Regions from separate parts of the Mus musculus genome. Here region 1 is linked to region 2. Evidence: chromatin contacts called from public Hi-C data. All regions are on one chromosome and are shown on one strand. Each heading gives the region's core, a stretch centred on a gene start, on an enhancer-like site or on the middle of the called end of the contact. The rest is flanking DNA. Distances are from core to core; before and after follow the strand shown. Region 1 has its middle 140 kb from the start of Slc7a11. Region 2 has its middle 78 kb from the start of Gm40042.

The links. Hi-C and Micro-C count contacts between places; a contact is called where the count stands out from the background.
Region 1: a Hi-C map of myocytes shows a contact between it and region 2, with 2.7 times the contacts expected there. The contact joins two enhancer-like sites. A contact is called at or near these places in 5 of 484 Hi-C or Micro-C datasets (cerebellum, granulosa cells, myocytes and 1 more).

Annotation. Positions count from the first base shown.
Region 1 is chr3:50,303,834-50,309,347 of GRCm38.p6, forward strand. No RefSeq gene overlaps it. Among named protein-coding and RNA genes, the nearest start is that of Slc7a11, 140 kb to the right of the region's middle. Within about 2 kb of position 3,993, at least 21 of the 459 cell types and tissues checked have an H3K27ac peak or open chromatin away from gene starts, as enhancers often do. A contact at or near this core is called in myocytes, where this site is marked.
Region 2 is chr3:50,101,100-50,106,915 of GRCm38.p6, forward strand. No RefSeq gene overlaps it. Among named protein-coding and RNA genes, the nearest start is that of Gm40042, 78 kb to the left of the region's middle. Within about 2 kb of position 4,297, at least 17 of the 459 cell types and tissues checked have an H3K27ac peak or open chromatin away from gene starts, as enhancers often do. A contact at or near this core is called in myocytes, where this site is marked.

The DNA of each region.
Region 1 (5,514 bases), core at 2,743-5,242, 200 kb after region 2:
CTTGCCTGATCACTTGTATAAAGGAACGTCAGCTCTTTAGAATGCTTGCTCCACAAGGACAGCATGTCACATCCATTGTGCATAAATCCTGAGCAAAGAATAGGCTGGCCACATTAAAGGCTATTTATCTGCAATGCTACTAAACAGCCAGAGATCCCTTGCTGAAGGCGGGGAGGAAGATTGACTGCACACACGGTGCTCTCACTGCTGAGTCCATCATCAAAGAATTCTTCTTATGGGTTGGAACTCACATCTGAAAATTGACTGTGAGTGCTCAGCCCTCTGTTATAGTGACCTAGGTAAGACCTATGCTTCCCACGCGTGAAGCATTTTCTATAATGCACTTCAGAAAGGACTATTTACTCTTGCCTCTTTCAGTGAAGGAACTGATGGTGACCAAAATATATTCCTGCATTTCAGAGCTTAAGGAAGAAGGGCTTGGCCTGCTGCTGGTTCTGATGGGCATAGCAATTATATTGCTTGCCTGTAGGTGGCACCAGTTGGCTGCTACTACCCTGGAATGGTCCATCCTCAAGGCCATCACAGAACGTCAACAGAAGCATCTACCACCAGGATAAGAAGAGGAGCTCAAGTCTTGTTCAAAACTGTGCCTCTCTTGACTAATGCGTTTCCCAGGACCTTGATTAAAGACATCCTCCAGCCCTCTTGGGACCAAGTAAAGGGAGGACAGTTTGAATGTTATTTTACCTCAGAAGATGTCCTTCTCTAATAAACTGCATATTTTGTAGGACACCTAGCATCTCAGCTTTCTTATCCAAAGCCACGATTGAATCTAGCCTCTAGTCAAGAACTAAGCCTCCATGATATGACTCCCTCCTACCACTCTGGCTAAAACTTCCATTGTGAAATCTCAGAAAAAAACTAACTCTCTTGTAAAGTTGGACACTGAAATATGACCAAGGTCAATCGTGCTTAGAAATCACTATTATTCTTACACATAGCTTCCATTTTTGTTATAAATGAAAAGAATTCTCTCCAGCTAGCTTTCACAATGCTACTGACTCTCTCTGACACGTTGGGATCTGCCCACTAGTTAAAAGCCTGAAGGTGATGAGATAGTCGAAGAACAGTCTCAAGATGAGCTGATTTTCCCTTACATGGTTGGCCTATACATTAATTTCTTTACCCATCACTATGATAAAACTCTCAATTAAGAAATAAGGAGTGAGCATTTATTTCAGCCCAGGATCTAAGGAGATAAGTTCACATAAGAGAAAGCATGCTGACAGGTGGCTATACGGTGGCCAGCATATAAGCCTGACAATTGTTAAGTCTTCTACTCTTAATTTGCAGCAGAGAGAGAGAGAGAATATAATATCTAAGAGCAATCATGGAACAACTTCTATGGGTAGATGCTACTTCTTGGTCTTTACAAGGCATCTCAAAGCAACAAAATCAGCAAGGGACCAAGTGTTCATACTATTTCATATTTAAACCAGAGTTCCCTAAGAAACAGGAACAAAGTTTTTTCCGGTCAGAAAATATACCCATCAAAGAAGAAAGGGCATACTCTGATATTCCCAAGCATAGATAAAACTTACACATGTTTTATAGCCCACTGATCAGCAAAGGAGGACAGGTGTTTTCAGATTTGAAACACTTGAAATCCCTTTGTCATGAGTAGTAGTCGATGTGATATCATTGAACAAAGCTGAAAAAGAAAAATGCAGTTGGCTTCTTGGAGCCATGCAGACTGGCACAGCAATGGGGAGATGGGCCATGCATCTAAGTCATTCTCTGTTTCAGGAATCACTCATAGGACCTGACTCTGAGGTTCAGGATCCCTCATGTTTGTATTCATTGTCACATTTATGAGATAGCACCAGCAGGGCACAGATTAATTTGACAACATTGATACTAATCACTGAGAAAAGCTTTTTAACTATGCAGAAGTTTAAAGAAGCTGAGAGCATGGAGATTCCTAATGATGTTAGCATTCCTGAAGTTTTGTCTTGGTAGCACTGAAGAATTTTGAGATAATAAACTTAATTACTCACTTTCCAGTTGTTTATTGTTCTCAGGATATCCCTCTGAAACCCCATAAATCTTTAATCTGTGTAATGACAGTGGTGACATAGTTTTCCCAAATGCCTTGCCTCCAATAGCTATTTTACTCCAAGGGCACCTTTTATTTCAGAGACCACAGTCAGACCTTATTTAATCTTCCCTTTCCCTGCCACATGCATGGGTTCCCAGAGAATCATGAGGGGCCACGGTGTCCCTTCCCAGTCTAAAATCCCTCCCTCACACTCACGTCTCACGCCATTTCTCCTACAGTTTCAGGACTTAGATGCACATCCCATGTACCCGTTTGTGGATCAGTGAGATGTCTAACTCAAAGGACTTTAGACCAAACATGATATAATTAAGAGAAGGGGGTGAATTGTAGTGGGGGTACTACTTAGCTCACAGAATTATATAGACGTTAGAAAGAGGTAGATAAAAGCTAAGAAAGCTCAGACAGTAGGAAGTGCTGTATTTGGAACACTATAAATTCCACAATGAGCACGATCAACCTGCTTCCAACGATCTTTTGCTGTGGAGTCTACTGTGTTTCTCTGAATAATTTCTGTTCTAGCCCCAGATGGAAGCACCTTACTGCCAAGGCGACACTCTGCGTCTGTAACCTCACTGTCTGTGTGGAGAGAAGGAGTGTATCGGATCTGGTCATGCTTATACATGCTGCCCTACTTCCTGCCAAGACCTGAATAACCAGGCTGGGAAAGGCGGTTCAATGCCAAATGGTTTAATGCCATCACAATGGCAGTCAATGGGCAGGAGCTGAACGCTTTCAGCAGAAAATTTCAGAGTGGCCAAGAAGAAAGTGAGACTCCCATACAAAAAGGATTAAATAAAGTGGGAAAAAAATGGCCGGAAACATAGACTAATCTTTGAAGGAATTTTCTATCCATAGAAGGGGTAGTAGTTTGAAAAATAATGCAGGTTTGGAAGTAAGGCTCTCTTTTGCATTGTAACAACCAAATAGAAGTCAGTGAGAGTAGAAACCAAGTTCAAGGTTGTGGTCATTGAGGAGATGAACTGATGAAGGAGTGCACAGAGATAAAATAAAGAACAATGTGTGTAGATTAAACTATAAACAGAGATTTTCCCCTTTAGCATAGGACAAAAAAGGGAAATGAATAAAACAAGAAGAAGGGGAAACAGTATTGCTTATTAAAGGAAGCCAGGACAGGGATCTTGCACCTTAATAGACTGTACAGTGATGCCCAGAGTTCAAAGAATGAAGGAGAATTTAAAAAGAAAAGACAAAGAGAGGGAGGTAGAAAGGAAAGCTGGGTGCCTGGAAAACATTAAGAACCGCTACTATAAAAAGGGATAATGAACTAGGCATGAATAAAAGATCTAGTGGAATGGAGAACCACTTCCTATCTTACTGCCTAAAAGCTGTGTAGTAACAGTCACTGACTTTGGGCTGATAGATTTTTCCATTAGGGAAACAGCATTCTCTCCACCCAGCTATCCAGACTCCAGTAACCACCTTTTTCAATGTAATCATACATATAACAGATGTAGGAGGGTTTTTAGACCCACATTCAGACAACTAAGATACACACACACACACACACACACACACACACACACACACTCATACACTCTAGTTACCATCATGAGGCACTTCTGACAGGTTGCACATGAGTACCAAGTACAGCTGTCTACTGCAGCCTTCTCTGTGGTTTCTGTGGTGTCTCGCATGCTTATTCATGGAACCAGAATTTAACCACCCATTAAGAGACTAGAACAGGCCTCAGATTCCCCTTGGCCTTCTGAGGTTTTATCCCCTTTGCTAAGACTTTTCCAGATGCATTTTGGTAATGACACTGTATCAAGCTTCAGAAATCAACAGCCTGCGCTCAATCTGCTATAGGAATCTTCCCAGAAGAAAGGGATGTTTCATCCGGCGGAGTCATTCATCCTAGCCTGGACTCTTCTGCTTCTGATCCTCCCCTGTTAAAAACATAACACACTGGAGGAAGATTGTGCTATATTTCACCAGTACTCCGTGCCGCTACCGAGGGACACTTCCATCTGTTATTTGCTCTCAGCTTTGCCTACTGATAAAACAGGAAGGACAGCTTGCTGATGGGCTCTTTGAAGCAAATGGCTCTACTCTTTCCTGCAATTAATGTTTGTAAATTATTTCTACAGTAGTCAGCAGGTATAGTACCACCATTTACAGATTACTTTCAATAAATCAAGAGCCCGCGCTCCTTCTGAGAGGACCTCCATTACAATGCGACTCGTGGCTAGTGGCCTGCTCTACCCGTGATGAAAATTGCTCTGTGTGTAATCGAATACTCTCATTAATTCTGTCAATTATCATTCCCTCGTGGGGAGATCTGAAGGTTGTGCACTGAGTTGTTGAAGTTTCCTTTTATGTGTAGTATGTGTTGTTCACAGAATCTGGTAGTTAGGGCACTTCAAAATTTCACAGTAAGTTAATAGCCCTTTGGCTGCTAGAGAGAGAGAGATGGCTCACAACAACAAAGCTGATTACAATGGAAGCAATTTGGTATTTTTCCCAGGATTACTCTGTTGTTTAGATGATAAATTGTTTTTAGAGTAGAGAAATAATTATATATTTTACAGCCTCTGCACTGTTTTAGGGAAAATTCCTTTAGACCTATAATATAAACCTCCTTTTCTAATTTGAAAAATTCTTTTACTTAAACTTTCTATTTTTATTTTATTGACTCAAAAAATTTTGGTTAAATTTGACCCTGGGTGGTGTTGCTGCTGCTGTTGTTGTTTTTAACTGATTATTTCCCTATGTTCTATAATGATCTATTTTCCAGGGAAAGAAAATGGCCATATAACTTGCATTAAGAGTGCCACTCTCAAAGTTTTAGAACAGGGATTTTAACTTTCCAAGACACATCTCTCCTTTCAAAGCAGAAGCATGGGAAAGAGAATGATGGATTCTAAAGGTGACCCAGGTAGGAAGAGGCCACTGGAAGTAGGACAAGGGACACTGGAAGACTATCCAAAGCCTAAGGTGGCAACAACCTCTTCATCGGGGTCTATTAGGTGAGAACGTGAACTCTTACCAAGAGAAAAGATGAAAGGGAGATATCAAGTGGCAGAAGTATTGCAGAGTCTCACTTAAAGCAACTCAGTGCACATTAGGGACATGAAATGCAAAACATTACAGGAGTGTGTGCAAAGGAATTAGGCATGAAGCTCCCACATGATATGAACAGGATCTTCCTCTGGACAATTTTAGGAAAGAATAAGCCATTTAGTACTGAGACCTATGACCATTAACTGCCTTTCCTAGTAGTCATGGCCTTTGCTTCTGTGTTCACAATACTATGGCAGCAACTAGAGAGCATGCTAGACATTGAACACTAAACTAGTTGCACAGGGTACCACACATGAATGTCAATGATTATTGGAGTTGTCACTTTTTAAAAGTCAGCTATCTTTCAGTGAGAGGGAAGACAACATTCTTTAGGAGAAAACCATATACTTTAC
Region 2 (5,816 bases), core at 3,047-5,546:
ATTTGCCATGCACTGGCATAGACTCACAAGAGAGAGTTATGTGAGGGTCCCATCAGCAAAATCTTTCTGACATATGCAATAATGTCTGGGTTTGGTGGTTGTATATGTGATGGATCCCCAGGTGGGGCAGTCCCTGGATGATCTTTCTTTCCATCTCAGCTCCTAACTTTGTCTCTGTAACTCCTTCCATGTTTATTTTGTTCCCCATTCTAAGAACAAGTGAAGTATCCACACTTTGGTTTTCCTTCTTCTTGATTTTCTTGTGTTTTGCAAATTGTATCTTGGGTATTATAAGTTTCTGGGCTAATATCCGCTTATCAGTGAGTTATCTCACTCAGGATGGTATCCTCCAGATCCATCCATTTGCTTAAGAATTTCATGAATTCATTGTTTTTAATTGCTGAGTAGTACTCCATTGTGTAAATGTACCACATTTTCTGTACCCATTCCTCTGTTGAGGGACATCTAGGTTCTTTCCAGCTTCTGGCTATTACAAAGGAGGCTGCTATGAGCATAGTGTCCTTATTACAAGTTGAAACATCTTCTGGGTATATGCCCAGGAGAGGAATTGCTGGATCCTCTTGTAGAACTATGTCTAATTTTCTGAGGAACAGACAGACTGATTTCCAGAGTGGTTGTACCAGCTTGCAATCCCACCAACAATGGAAGAGTGTCCCTCTTTCTCCACATCCTTGTCAGCATCTGCTGTTACCTGAATTTTTAAACTTCTCCATTCTGACTTGTGTGACGTAGAATCCAGAGTTGTTTTGATTTGCATTTCCCTGATGATTAAGGATGTTGAACATTTTTTCAGGTGCTTCTCAGTTGAGAATTCTTTGTTTAGCTCTGTACTCCATTTTTTAATAGGATTATTCGATTTTCTGGAGTCCATTTTCTTGAGTTCTTTATATATATTGGATATTAGTTCCCTATCGGATTTAGGATTGGTGAAAATCTTTTCCCAATCTGTTGGTGGCCTTTTTGTCTTATTGACAATGTCTTTTGCCTTACAGAAGCTTTGCAAATTTATGATGTCCCATTTGTTGATTTTCACTCTTACAGTACACGCCATTGCTGTTCTGTTCAGGAATTTTTCCCCTGTGCCCTTATCTTCAAGGCTTTTCCTCACTTTCTCCTCTATAAGTGTCAGTGTCTCTGGTTTTATGTGGAGTTCCTTGATCCACTTAGACTTGAGCTTAGTACAAGGAGACAAGAATGGATCAATTTGCATTCTTCTACATGATAACTGCCAGTTGTGCCAGCACCATTTGTTGAGAATGCTGTCTTTCCTCCACTGGATGGTTTTAGCTCCCTTGTCAAAGATCAAGTGACCATAGGTGTGTGGGTTCATTTCTGGGTCTTCAATTCTATTCCATTGGTCTACCTGTCTGTCACTGTACCCATACCAAGCAGTTTTTATCACAAGCATGAACTTGGCGGAGGTTCCCAAGGTCCCCAGAGGACTCTCCACTCTGCATGCACCCTAGTACACGCAGGATCTTCATGTTAGTTTCTCCGTGCTCTGTAACACTGCAACCCTTGCTAAATTTATTACACTCTTCCATTGTTTCAATAGACATGTGGCTTTGGCAAGCATATCTTTAACAATGGCAAGGTCCCTAGTTTGGCAAACATATTCTGACTATAGTTTTATAATTATTCTCTTGAAACTTAGGCTGATATTATGAAATTAAAAACAAAAAGTATCATTATTATGAGTACAATTGGTTTAAATATATGAGCTAATTACCAGAGTCCCTACTGTTGGTTCTTCTTTCTGCCCACTATTAGGGCCTCTTTGTTCCTATTACCAGCACTCCTTTTATGAGGTTTGGTAAATCCACACTGTTTTCTTCAGAGAAGTCGTGCATGCTCCTGTTAAGTTTATTGCTAGAAACTTTACATTTTTATTAGGTTGTCACAGGGTTCTTTTTTTCATTATATTTTCTAACTGCTTATACTCAGATTGCACACAAAACAGATTTTGTCTATTTATTTATAAGTGGCTTGCTTCTTCAATGGGCTCCCTGAAAATCATAATTCAAGGACACTATAATTCAAGGCTTCTCATCATATCAAGGTTGCCTCCTATTGCATTCCTTTTCAAATTAGAATGGAAGGAGTAGTCCAGGAAATAAGCACTTCTGTTTTACCTTCAGTAATATCTGTCTGTCATCCCAGGCTGGTGAGATGACACTTGCCACCAAGCCTACTGACCTGAGTTTCAGCCTTGAAATTCATATGGTGGAAAGAGATAATCAGTTCCAACAAGTTTTTCTTCAACTTCAAAACATGCTCTTGTGCACGCATGCACTCATATGCCTAGCACACATACACTCACAAACCAAATAAATATAATATTTTGTAAGGTTTGTGGAGTTTTTGAGATAAATACAAAAGATCTCATTTTAAATAATAGGCTATGGCCCCAGGACCTAGAAAAGATATATTAAGTGTCTCCTTACAAAATATAGCCACCACCATCCTGTTTCCCTAACATTATAGAGTATATCTATCAACTAAAAACAGTCAGATGATATGATAGTATATATATAAGTGACCCTAAAAATTCCACCAGAGAACTCCTAAACCTGATAAACAGCTTCAATGAAGTAGCTGGATATAAAATTAACTCAAACAAGTCAATCGCCTTTTTCTACACAAAGGATAAACAGGCTGAGAAAGAAATTAGGGAAACAACACCCTTCTCAATAGTCACAAATAATATAAAATACCTTGGCATGATTCTAACTAAGAAAGTGAAAGATCTGTATGATAAGAACTTCAAGTCTCTGAAGAAAGAAATTAAAGAAGATCTCAGAAGATGGAAAGATCTCCCAGGCTCATGGATTGGCAGGATTAATATAATAAAAATGGCTATCTTGCCAAAAGCAATCTACAGATTCAATGCAATCCCCATCAAAATTCCAACTCAATTCTTCAATGAATTAGAAAGGGCAATCGGCAGATTCATCTGGAATAACAAAAAACCTAGGATAGCAAAAACTCTTCTCAAGGATAAAAGAACCTCTGGTGGAATCACCATGCCTGACCTAAAGCTGTACTACAGAGCAATTGTGATAAAAACTGCATGGTACTGGTATAGAGACAGACAAGTAGACCAATGGAGTAGAATTGAAGACCCAGAAATGAACCCACACACCTATGGTCACTTGATCTTTGACAAGGAAGCTAAAACCATCCAGTGGAGAAAAGACAGCATTTTCAACAAATGGTGCTGGCACAACTGGAGGTTATCATGTAGAAGAATGCAAATTATCTCCTTGTACTAAGGTCAAATCTAAGTGGATCAAGGAACTCCACATAAAACCAGAGACACTGAAACTTATAGAGGAGAAAGTGGGGAAAAGCCTCGAAGATATGGGCACAGGGGAAAAATTCCTGAATAGAACAGCAATGGCTTGTGCTGTAAGAATGAGAATTGACAAATGGGACCTCATAAAATTGCAAAGCTTCTGCAAGGCAAAAGACACTGTCAATAAGACATTATCAACTTTTAATGATCAGAGTCCCAATTGTCATTAGGCCCAAGAGAAATCTTCAAGCCAAAGCTGCTGCGGTTACTATTCAATTTCTGGCATAATACAAAATTTATATTTTATTTATTTGTAGTTTTATTTTTATGTCTAATCTTCATATTATTTTGTTCTTTGGTCATACAATACCACAGTGGTCCTGTATGAGCTAGCTAGCCTTCCTAAGAAAGGGCAATCCCGATACCTTGTTCTTTTATTATTTATTCAGGCAGGTTTCCTTTTTCTTTTTTCCTTTTTCTTTTTATTAGATATTTTCTTCATTTATATTTCAAATGCTATCCTGAAAGTCCCCTATAGCCCCCACCCACCCACCCTGCTCCTCAACCCATCCACTCCTGCTTCCTGGCCCTGGCATTCCCCTGAACTGGGGCATATAATCTTACAAGACCAAGGGTCTCTCCTCCCAATGATGGCCGACTAGGCCATCTTCTCAGGCAGGTTTTCTACATTAGTATAAGTAAGCCTCTGTATAGGGGCAGAGGTAACTCCAGCCAATCTAAGTTTGTTGCTGTATCTTTTTCTCAAAGGGCATACCATATATAGCCCCCAATTTTATAAGCCATGTAATCATCTGAGCACACAGGAGGAAGAGGCTTGTTGTCTGATCTGCTGCTCACTCCTCTAGCCCACCAAATCCTGCTTACCTTTTGAAGTTAACTTTCTTCTAATTGTCTGGTTCCTGAATAAGTGCAGGAGCAGATGTTCCAAGACAGTATTTTGGAGCTGGCGTCTCATAAGACCTCTCCCATTTTCATGTGAGTCAGAATCTCCAGGGCACAAGGAAGACCTTCAAGTACAGCCAGATAAGGGTATCTCTGTAAAAGTTGGAGGGATAACAGGCTCAGGACTTTCTTGGGGCAGCTTAGAAGCAGTACTTCTGAGAGAAGACATGCATTTCCCATCAGTCTAATATCGTCACGTTTTACAAATATTAAAAGCTCCCTACGCATGAAACACTTGGAGAGAAAGACCAAAAGTGAAAGGTTATACAATGGTGACGCATCGTGTGGCTCGGCTTTGTTGGATCTTTGTCAAGCAGCTGTTCTGGCTTCATGACTGTTGTTGCTCCCATTAGATATGGCCACTCCAGTGTGCCAGCTTACTAAAATCAATCTACTGTTGCTTCAGTTTGAATCTGCCAGTGCCTGAAAAATACAAAAGTGGATGCTCATAGCCATCCATTGGACAAAGCACAGGGTCCACAATGAAGGAGATAGAGAAAGTACCCAGGGAGCTGAAGGGGTTTGCAGCCCCATAGGAGGAACAACAATATAAACTAATCAGTACCCCGAGAATTCCCTGGGACCAAACCACCAATCAAAGAAAACACATGCTGGAACTCATGGCTCTAGCTGCATATGTAGCAGAGGATGCGTTAGTCAGTCATCAGTGGAAGGAGAGGCCCTTGGTTCTGCGAAGACTCTATGCCCCAGTATAAGGGAATGCCAGGGCCAGGAAGCGGGAGTAGGTGGGTTGGGAGGAGGATGAAAGGGAAGGGGGTAAGAGATTTTCGGAGGGGAAACTAAGAAAGGAGATAGCATTTGAAATGTAAATAAAGAAAATATCTAATAAAAAAAGAAATTAAGAAAAAATCCCTGAAATGATAGTAATTAAGTGATCCTTTACCAGCATGCATATGCAGGCTAAAAGAAAGGGGAAAAAAAAAAAAGAAAAACGAAAGAAAAAATTTAAATATTTCTAAATCTCAATCCATGACTCTTCTTCTTTTTAATCCAGTTTTGTAATACTTCAATACCTTATTATACTTACTCTAGAGTGTGACCTGTTGGTTAACTAAAAAGAAAACACTTTTGTAATAGTCTAATTACTGGGGTCAATTACATACTTTCTCTATAAGAAAATATTCTTTATCAATAAAAAATAAGTCTCATATTTACCATTTTTCAGATTTCAATATATGGCTAAAAGTTTCTTTAAAATGAATTCTGTCCATCTGTAGTTTTAAGAAAAACATCTGGTAGTATTTGTTTCCAAGCACATGACTATGCCAAGCAGACTATCAGCAAACGACTTGGTAAATGTAAAGTTGGTTTATTTGTCGAAGTCATGGGCAGCTACACTGCCTACAGCTGCCATGACCAAAGAGAGAGAAGATAATCCTGTCTTCAATGAACCACATCAGTTACACCCAATCAAAGTCTACTTCCAGTTTGCACGTAAGTTCTTCTCTAAATAGGGGCTACTCTTAGCCAAGCCTGAGGGCACAAGCCTATAATCCTAGACACTCAGGGACCTGAG